Linked DNA regions of Mus musculus: regions 1 and 2 are each linked to region 3. Evidence: chromatin contacts called from public HiChIP or PLAC-seq and Micro-C data. All regions are on one chromosome and are shown on one strand. The core of a region is the stretch at or near the end of the contact, and the rest is flanking DNA. Distances in the headings are between cores, read along the strand shown. Region 1 overlaps Plekha5 (pleckstrin homology domain containing, family A member 5). Region 2 overlaps Plekha5 (pleckstrin homology domain containing, family A member 5). Region 3 holds the start of Plekha5 (pleckstrin homology domain containing, family A member 5).

Region 1 (2,700 bases), core at 111-2,610, 120 kb before region 3:
CCCTTATTTTACTATCCTTAATAATCTAATTCTTTGGCTGATAAATAAGAAGCCAAAGATGTCTTTTTATTGTATATATATATATGTGTGTGTGTTCGTCTGTGTGAGTGAATGCTATGTGTGTGCCGGAGCACATACAAGGAGGACAGAAGAGTCAAATCCACTGCCCCTGCAGTTACACGCAGTTGTGAGCCACCCAACATGGTGCTGGGAATCGAACCTGGGTCTTCTGGGAAGTAGCAAGTACTTTGAACTGCTGAGCCATCTCTGGCTCTTGCAGAGTCTCTGACACGGACTTGTGACTGGCAGCAATGCGTCAATACTGTTCCAGCAGCTGTGGTGGCACCTGTGCACTCTGGAGGCATGCGGCAGGTCTAAGGGAGCTTGGGTTGGACAGGACCTTTCAACAACAACAACAAAACCCCCAAAGTCCTTCAACAGATATGACTGGGACCACATGTAACGACTGGGTGCACACTTGGCTATGAGGCACATACACTACAGTTAGTTAGTTCTTACTGGTATGTAAAATTATATTATTGTTATTCAGTGAGAAGTTCTCTTTTGGAGGGATATACCTTCTCTTTGTGATTATGGAAAATACTGCAATGCAGAGGGAAAGGCAGAGAAGGAAGGCACGCACACCTGCAACCCCAGGACTTGGGCGGGGGGAATACAGGCAGTTGGATCTCTGTGAGTTCAAGGCCAGTGCGGTCTGCATAGCAAGCTCCAGGCTACCCAGGTTATCATATCCATATTCTTTTAATGTCTGGCATCATAATAAGAGTTTGTGAATGAAAATGCCTACTTGTAACAATTTCCAGACATTTATATATAAATGAAAAAAAAATTCCTTCTTTTAAAAAACATCTGCTAAAGACATGTGTGCTGTGCATGAAATTATTTCTCTATTATAATGAATTAATTGAAACTAAAGCCATCAGGGGCTGGAGAGATGACTCAGCAGCGGAATGCTTGCTGCTCTTCCAGTATCCACATGAGGTGACTCACATCCACCTCAGCTTTCGGCCTCTTGGGCACCCCCAACCCCAGGCCCAACACCCATGATATTCATACCCAAAATGAAAATAAAAAACAGAAGTAAGCATAAGGAAGACAGAGAGCTTAGGAAGCAGTGAGCTCAAAAGGCTGTGGGTGCCTTGTGTCCCCACTGTCTGGTAGTCACACGAGTCCTCTCTAGCCACTGTGCTTTCTAGACTACAAGAGAGCTTATTGCCAAGCTGTCTAGAGCCTAAGGTCACATTACTCATTACTATTCAAACAGTCTGATCCCTTCAGTCATCTCTCCTGAAGAGTAAACATCTCCTCCATCATTCTGGCTCCTCTTTCAGGCTCTTGCAATGCTGTCAGTGGCCCCACCCCCTAAGGCCAATCATCGAGCAACCAACTCTGGGAGTGGAGAGAGGCACAGTGTCATGTGACTAGACCAGAGTTCAATCAGTTGTGGCTTTCTCTCCTGTTGCAACCCTCGGGCCCCAATTAGACTTCCCTCCCTCCTCTCTTTGATAAGACAAAAGACAGAGATCAGGGTCACAAATGAAGAGCTGGCAGCCCCACACCCATCTCTTCAGGTATGGCAGCCGGGGGAAGTTGATTCCATCCAAGACTCCACTCTGGCACTTGAGTGTCCATCTCAACTTAACCACCATGCCTTCCTTAAGAAGGTACAGAAGTACAGAATGCCACCATGGAACTGTATCAGCATGAGAAGGCACATGAATCGCCAGACTAAAATACCCCAGACGACTAATAGTGCAAAGCACAATGTGCAGTGACAGCACTTGTCAGTCTCTGAAGCATCACTGGCATGTGAGCCGCTGTATCTGCTCCAACTGCCACGCCCTCCTGTGCTATTACCCGCAGTGTTCCCATCAGCCTGGCTATGGACACGAGTTTGAAAGGTTCCGCCCTCTTTGAAACTTTGGGGGACTTCTAATAGAAAAACGGTTATTAACAAGTAAATTCATTTTTTTTGTGGTCTCATACATGGTCTAGCTTTAGGAGACCTGCTTTTCAGAGGTATAAAATATTCCATTGATTGCTGTCCTAACGAAATGTAAATTCAGCCAAGTGTGATTTAGTGTGAAGCAGAAAGCATAAGAGGCAAGCACAGGGAGCCCACTCAGCAGCTGCTGCCTATGATCTGCCCTGGGGCCAATCAAGGCTCGGCTACTCAGACACTCTGCAGCTCTGTTCCTCTCAATACAGGGACCTACCAACGTTAACCACCCCTGCTGCCTACTAGGGTCTCAGTAATTAAAGCAAGCCTTTCATAAAGAAGAAGAAATCAGTTATTTCATGGATTACAATGCTTCTTTTTACCAGTACAAGTTTGCAAATGTTTTTTGGGAAGGTTGATTTACAACAGTACATGATACTTTTCCAAGATTCAAAGAGGCCATGAGCCATCTGCAAAGAATGTGACACTTCAAGTACCCAGGGGAACGACAACACTGTGAACCTGTGAACCTGCAGACAGAACCCTTGTCCGAGCCATCAGTCCAGCCTTCGGGAGGCTGCCCACAGAAGAAAAGGACAAAGTCCGTGCAGGGGCTGCTCAACCTCACTGACACCACACAGGAAAACGTAAGTCCCCGATGTCTGCTACCCTCTCTACACTTTTAAACTAAAGAAGAAAATGTTTTATTTGAGATTTAAATAGAGAGGAAGCAACTTGGC
Region 2 (2,700 bases), core at 19-2,518, 97 kb before region 3:
AAAGAACTGAAGGGATAACCTCACGCTTCACGGAAAACAGTTATAAATCCTGCTATCCAGTGAGGCCCACACTGTGCAGAGCTTTAGAGTATAAAAATCAACCAAGAATAGCAGATATATAATGATTTGCTGAATCAAGTATGGGGAATGGCTATTTCTCATATTAAAAGAAAATTTTATGGGACGGTTGTCTGAGTGATAGGCAGAGTGCTTATCTAGCCTTCATGAAGTCTGAGGTCCAACCCCCACGACTCCATCTCTATTGTTTATCTTGTCCTGTTTACTTGGGTACCCTTTCAGGCCCAGTTAGCCACAGTGTCCCGGCATCATGCACACAGACTGTAAGTTCAGAGTGCACTTTTCCTTGGCATTGACTTTTCAGGTTGGCTAATGCTCCACAGCTGTTCTTCTCCACAGTCCTGTCAATCAAACAGACCGAGGTCCTACCTCACAATGGCAAAAATAACAGTAGTATCGTAAGCCTACATAGACTACACAGTCAAGCCTCAAGACTGTCCCCATAACCACAGGGAGGAAAACAAACAAACAAACAAACAAACAAACAAACAAAGAAATGAATGAGACTGCACTGCAGCATCCAGAAGGGGAAGGCTGACAGCCTGCTTTCTTCATATATTGTAAAGAAAACCCCATGCTATCTCAGATTATAAACACTACATGTTTTATACAGAAGGAAGAGGAGGAGGAAGAAGAAGAGGAGGAGGAGGAGGAGGAGGAGGAGGAGGAGGCGTCGGCTGCGGCGGCAGCGTCACTAGTTTCTCCCTTTGGAAAGTTTTGGGAAGTCCATGAAGACGATTTAATCTGAGCATAAGATTTGTTGAGATTTTCTGCATAGTCTCAAAAATGTTGTAATATTTTGGCCAATAACTACAATTTTGGCTATTCTTAGCACTGTAGAAACATTTGATTTTTTCCGTATTTAGAAAAAAAATTCATGATGTACTCATCTGTTTCCTGTGGCTGTAACAAACTTCCTGAGATTGTGAATTAATAAGAGAAAAATATTCTTTTTTTTTTTTTTTTAGTTTTGCGAGAAAAATATTCTTGCTCATAATTCTCAAGATTCAGTTAACCAATTGGTTCTAATACTCAGAGCCTTCTGGGCAGGACATAGTGGGGAGAACAGTGCTGCCCAAGCTCTACTCCCCTGGCTGCCAGGGTCCCATGGGGTCCTTTTGTGTGAGCATGTTCTCAATGACAATCACCGTTTGAGAGGCCCGCCCTGTCTCTCATTCTGGGGACCAAGTCTTTAACACGTGGGCCCCTGAGGGACATTCAGCATATACACTAGAGCATGTGGTTAACTTCAGTGACTAATATAGAGCAAATTCATTTTTCCATTTATGTTGCCATCACAGCTAATGTAGTCTTCGGGAGTGATAGACGACCCCTAAGCAAAGTGAGCTTATTAGGCAGGGGTTTATGTAACTGGCAACAAAGTTGGAAATATACTCACTATGGAAAAAGTAAAAAAAGAGAAAAGTATGTTTTTAGAAAACTGTCCAAAAGATTTTATTTCTGTTATTAAGTTGCGATGTGAGCCCACATGACCTGAGTCCTCTCAAGGCAAAGAGAGGGATCTTATTCAGAGTAAGGAAACAGATTGCACAGTGAGGTTTGGCCCGAGTGACAAAGCCATGTGCCTTGGACTTTTACAAGGGCCTGATCCACAAGTTACCACATTCCTGAGAGCAGAAGGCAGGGGGCTTGTGAACCACGGAAGCTGCTGTGCTTCGCGGGAAGGTAAGATACCCGCAGCCAGCAGCTCAAAGGTGTGCTTGCAACTCATCTTGTGCACACATGTACTCAACCAAAAGAGTACCAGAGCTCGTGTGTTTTTCCATTTCAGTTTACAGCTCACGGCTGCAACACAAGACAGCACAAGGCTTGATGTGATGCTGGGGAGAGTTTTGTCCATAGAAGTCATTCGGTAACTACCATCATTGACAATCAAATCTAATTAGCTTTTAAAAAACATGCCTGTTAGTTATTAAATTGATGACTTTTATACTGACTTAAAATAATGTTTCTATTATTACTAAATGGAAAATTCACTAATGCTTTATATAGTAAGCTATTTATTTTCATTTTAATAAACAGAAGGAAAATATTATTTTGAAATCTGACTGCCATAATGACTGTTTTAACAACTTATTTACAAACTAAAAATACGCTAGCATAGGAAACTGGGCCTACAATTAAACTCAATATTTTAGGAACAAAAAAGAAGAAAACCCGAAGTACCCAGATTCTCTTGAGAGAAAGCCAATTCTTAGGCCTTGGTTATGTGGAAAACCACCACAGGGTTAGCAATTCAAAGATGTAATTGTTTAAGAACATGAGAAGTATACATTTCCTGTCCCCACATTCAGTTCTAAGTGCCACTTGCAACTCAGTCCTAAGCACTTCCAGACGTGCTGCTTAACCTCGGGGACCAGTGACCTGCCATGCAGTCTCCGGAGGCACGACTTAACCCCTTCGCACCCTTCTCTCCACACTGAGAAAACAATGTCTGGGAGACATTGCATGTGAAGACTTTATTTTGCTCCTCACACGGCAAGATGCACAGACATCACTAGTGCCGACTCTCACAGCGACAGAAGGGGCCATGGAACCCAGCTGCTTTGCTGCACTAGGGACCGGGGCCTGCACTCTGAGGTGGGCTGATCAGTTACACTG
Region 3 (2,700 bases), core at 105-2,604:
AATTTGGACACATTATTAGTCACTTCACTGAACTCCAGCGTTTAGCAGAAAAGGCAGGTTTGTTCACCCTTCTGGCAACTTTAATAGGAGATCCTCAGAACCTCGGAGCTGGCGAGAAAAGTACCCAGAGGGAGAGACAGAACTGGGCCTCACCTTCGACCCAACTGTTCTCAAGCCTTTGCAGTCACCCGGAATAGAGGCGGGCCAGTATGAGAACTCACGTTACGTTTCAGGCAAACAAGTTGGGTGAATGTAAACAAAGAATGACAAAAGAAAGCCAGACCAGCACTGAAACCACCACAAGCCCTCCTCCAGCTCAACTCATGCTAAACATTCAAGAAAGCTATCAAAGCAACCCGAGATGCATTTCCTCGTGGAACTGGGGCCCGAAGGCCCCCCACGCGGGACCGCCCTGGCTCGCCCACCGCCTGCTGGTGGTACGTGGAGCTTGGCTGCGGCTACCGGGGACTTTTGAGCCGGGATCACTGGCTGCGGCGCCCGCTCCAGCGTCCTAACTCCAGCGGCTACTCGGGTAGCAGGAGGGGACTCACCGGTGTTTGGATCACATGGTGGGGGGGCACCGCAGCACCCCTAACTCTTCCATCAGTCACCTACCCACAGTCCCACTTAGGAGAAGTAGGAGGTGGTGGAGGAGGAAGCTGCTTGGCAGAAAGCAGTTCTCTGGGGAGCAGGGCGAGGATGCGGGACCGTCTCACCGCAGGGGTGCTGGGATGCGGGGAGCAAAGGGGAGCGGGTGAGGACTTCCTAAAGGGTGCTGGAGGCGGAGACGGGGGCGATCCGGGGTAGAGGGGCGTCGCCCATCCTCGGGGGGCGTCCGGGAAAGGATGGGGACCAGGGCGCCAGGAAGAGGGCGCCGTCTCCAAGCGCTGATGAAAAGGCGGAGAAGAATAGGCGCCCCGGGACTCAGTCGCGCGGAGCCCGGAGCCCCTCCAACCCCGCCAGGTGGCCCGGAGCCGCAGCCCCGGCCGGCCCTACCTGTGCTCTGCCGCCGGTGCCCGGTGACCACGGCCTCGCCGGTGACCGGGTGTAGCCAGGTGGTGCTCTTGGCCTCCTCGCTGCAGGGAAGAGAAGGGACAGGCGCTGAGCGGCGCGAGGGGCGACCCACGGGGGCCCCCGGCCCGCTCGCTCCCACCGCTCCCCCCAGCCGCCCGGCGGCGCCTCCCCCGCCCGCTCACTTGATGAAGAAGACGCGGCCGCCCCTAGTGATCCCGTACGTCCAGGAGCGCGGCAGCGAGCAGATCCACTCCAGGTTCAGGTCGGCCGCCATGTCTGCTCCCCGGCCGCCGCCGCCGCCGCCTTGTGCTGCCGCCGCCGCTGAGGAAGGAGGGCGCGAGCGAGCGAGCGAGCGAGCGAGCGAAAGGAGCGCAGGGCGCGCGGCCCGGCCCGAGCGCGCCCCCGCGGCCGCCCTACCCCCTCGGGCGGCGCCCTCCCCGCCGCCCCGGCTGAGTCCGGCCTGCGTCGCCGCCCCTCGGCATCCTCCGCGGCCGGCCGCCGGCCCGCGCTGCGCTCGCTCGCTCGCTCGCTCGGAGGCTGGGCGAAGCGGCGCCGCGCCCCCGCCAAAGCCCTCCCCCGTGCCCCGCCCGCGCCGCGCGAAGGTTCCGGGGTCGGGTCCCGCCGGCGCCCGCCCGGAGGGCTGGGCTCCGAACCTGTGAGGTTTTGAATCAGCTACTGCCTGCCTAGCCCGGGGCTTCTCTGGGAGACGCCGGGCGTTGAAATGGAAAACTGCTTTTGGGAAAGGCTTTTCTGGTGTGTGGCGTGCCAAATAAAGGAGGGTCCGCGAGTGAGCTCGGACCACTGAAATGGGACTGATTCAGACTTAAGGTCTTTTTGTTACTGGTGGTTTTTTTTTTTTCCTTTCTAAGCTTCTGAGCCATATAATAGTTTAGAAAATAAAAACTTGCCTTTTCCTTTCTTAAAAAAGATGCACTTGATTATCAACGTGAATTTCTAGGCTCCCAATCTCTCTCATTTATTACAAGGGCAACTTAACTTTACGGAGTCCTTGGGGTGGTGGACATTTAAATCCCTTCGAACTATGATTGTCTCCGTTTCACTGAGAGGGGCAAAGAAACGTAAAGGAACAAAGGTGATTGTGCCCAGGGTTATGGTGAAAAATGGCAAAGTCTGAATTCAAATCGCCTATAGATTTCCAAGAGTCTACTCGAATGAATACGTTGCTGTATAGTATTTTTAATGCCTTGGCACCCCCGGCCCCCTTGTCCTTTGAACAAAGGAAGGGTTCACTGCTAGTAAGACCTCCCTTGCACCAGTAAAGAGCGCTATGCTTGCTCCTTACTGCCCCTGGTCCTTCATCATCACTCTTGGAATTGTCTCCATGGCTTTGCAGCAAATGACTCATCCCAGAGGAAACACAGTTCAATAATAACAGTACAACTTGGCATTCTCGAAGCACCTTTTTTTTTTTTTTCCCTGACCAGTTTGGATGCTTCTGAGGCATTCTCTCATTCATCTTCCCAAGTAACTGAAATAAGTAAATGATGCTTTTCAACCTTTAAGGAAACCAAGGCACAGGGAGGGTGAATGCCCTTGGCCAAAGCTCCTGATGAGCGTGCATTTTCATTGGCTTTTCCTCCTATCTCCTGATTCCCCAAGGCCATACGTCTCTGGTGAAACGGAGACTGCAATTACTGCTATAATTTTCCTGTCCATCTGCATATA

Evidence for each region. A called contact is a pair of places that touch in the nucleus more often than the background predicts. HiChIP or PLAC-seq counts read pairs in DNA pulled down with a chosen protein or histone mark.
Region 1: a contact with region 3 is called in an HNF4G HiChIP or PLAC-seq map of pancreatic cancer cells. The contact joins the enhancer-like site here to the promoter of Plekha5 in region 3. A contact is called at or near these places in 1 of 39 promoter capture datasets (the C10 cell line), 5 of 115 datasets of contacts at active chromatin or transcription factors (effector CD8 T cells, embryonic stem cells, intestinal villus epithelium and 1 more) and 3 of 9 other capture datasets (adipose tissue, liver and pancreatic islet).
Region 2: a contact with region 3 is called in a Micro-C map of embryonic stem cells, with 1.9 times the contacts expected there. The contact joins the enhancer-like site here to the promoter of Plekha5 in region 3. A contact is called at or near these places in 1 of 39 promoter capture datasets (the C10 cell line), 5 of 484 Hi-C or Micro-C datasets (CD4 T cells, brain, embryonic stem cells and 2 more), 2 of 115 datasets of contacts at active chromatin or transcription factors (effector CD8 T cells and embryonic stem cells) and 3 of 9 other capture datasets (adipose tissue, liver and pancreatic islet).

What each region holds. Positions count from the first base shown.
Region 1 is chr6:140,546,886-140,549,585 of GRCm38.p6, reverse strand. All of the region lies in intron 11 of Plekha5 (pleckstrin homology domain containing, family A member 5), which reads right to left. Among named protein-coding and RNA genes, the nearest start is that of Aebp2, 75 kb to the left of the region's middle. Within about 2 kb of position 1,360, at least 128 of the 459 cell types and tissues checked have an H3K27ac peak or open chromatin away from gene starts, as enhancers often do. A contact at or near this core is called in effector CD8 T cells, intestinal villus epithelium, liver and 1 more, where this site is marked.
Region 2 is chr6:140,519,704-140,522,403 of GRCm38.p6, reverse strand. The region is part of intron 3 of Plekha5 (pleckstrin homology domain containing, family A member 5); the gene reads right to left. Among named protein-coding and RNA genes, the nearest start is that of Plekha5, 97 kb to the right of the region's middle. Within about 2 kb of position 1,268, at least 17 of the 459 cell types and tissues checked have an H3K27ac peak or open chromatin away from gene starts, as enhancers often do. A contact at or near this core is called in embryonic stem cells, where this site is marked.
Region 3 is chr6:140,422,753-140,425,452 of GRCm38.p6, reverse strand. Plekha5 (pleckstrin homology domain containing, family A member 5) reads right to left here and starts at 1,354. Exons shown (of 31, transcript NM_144920.3): 1 at 1,197-1,354; 2 at 997-1,076. The coding sequence starts at 1,288.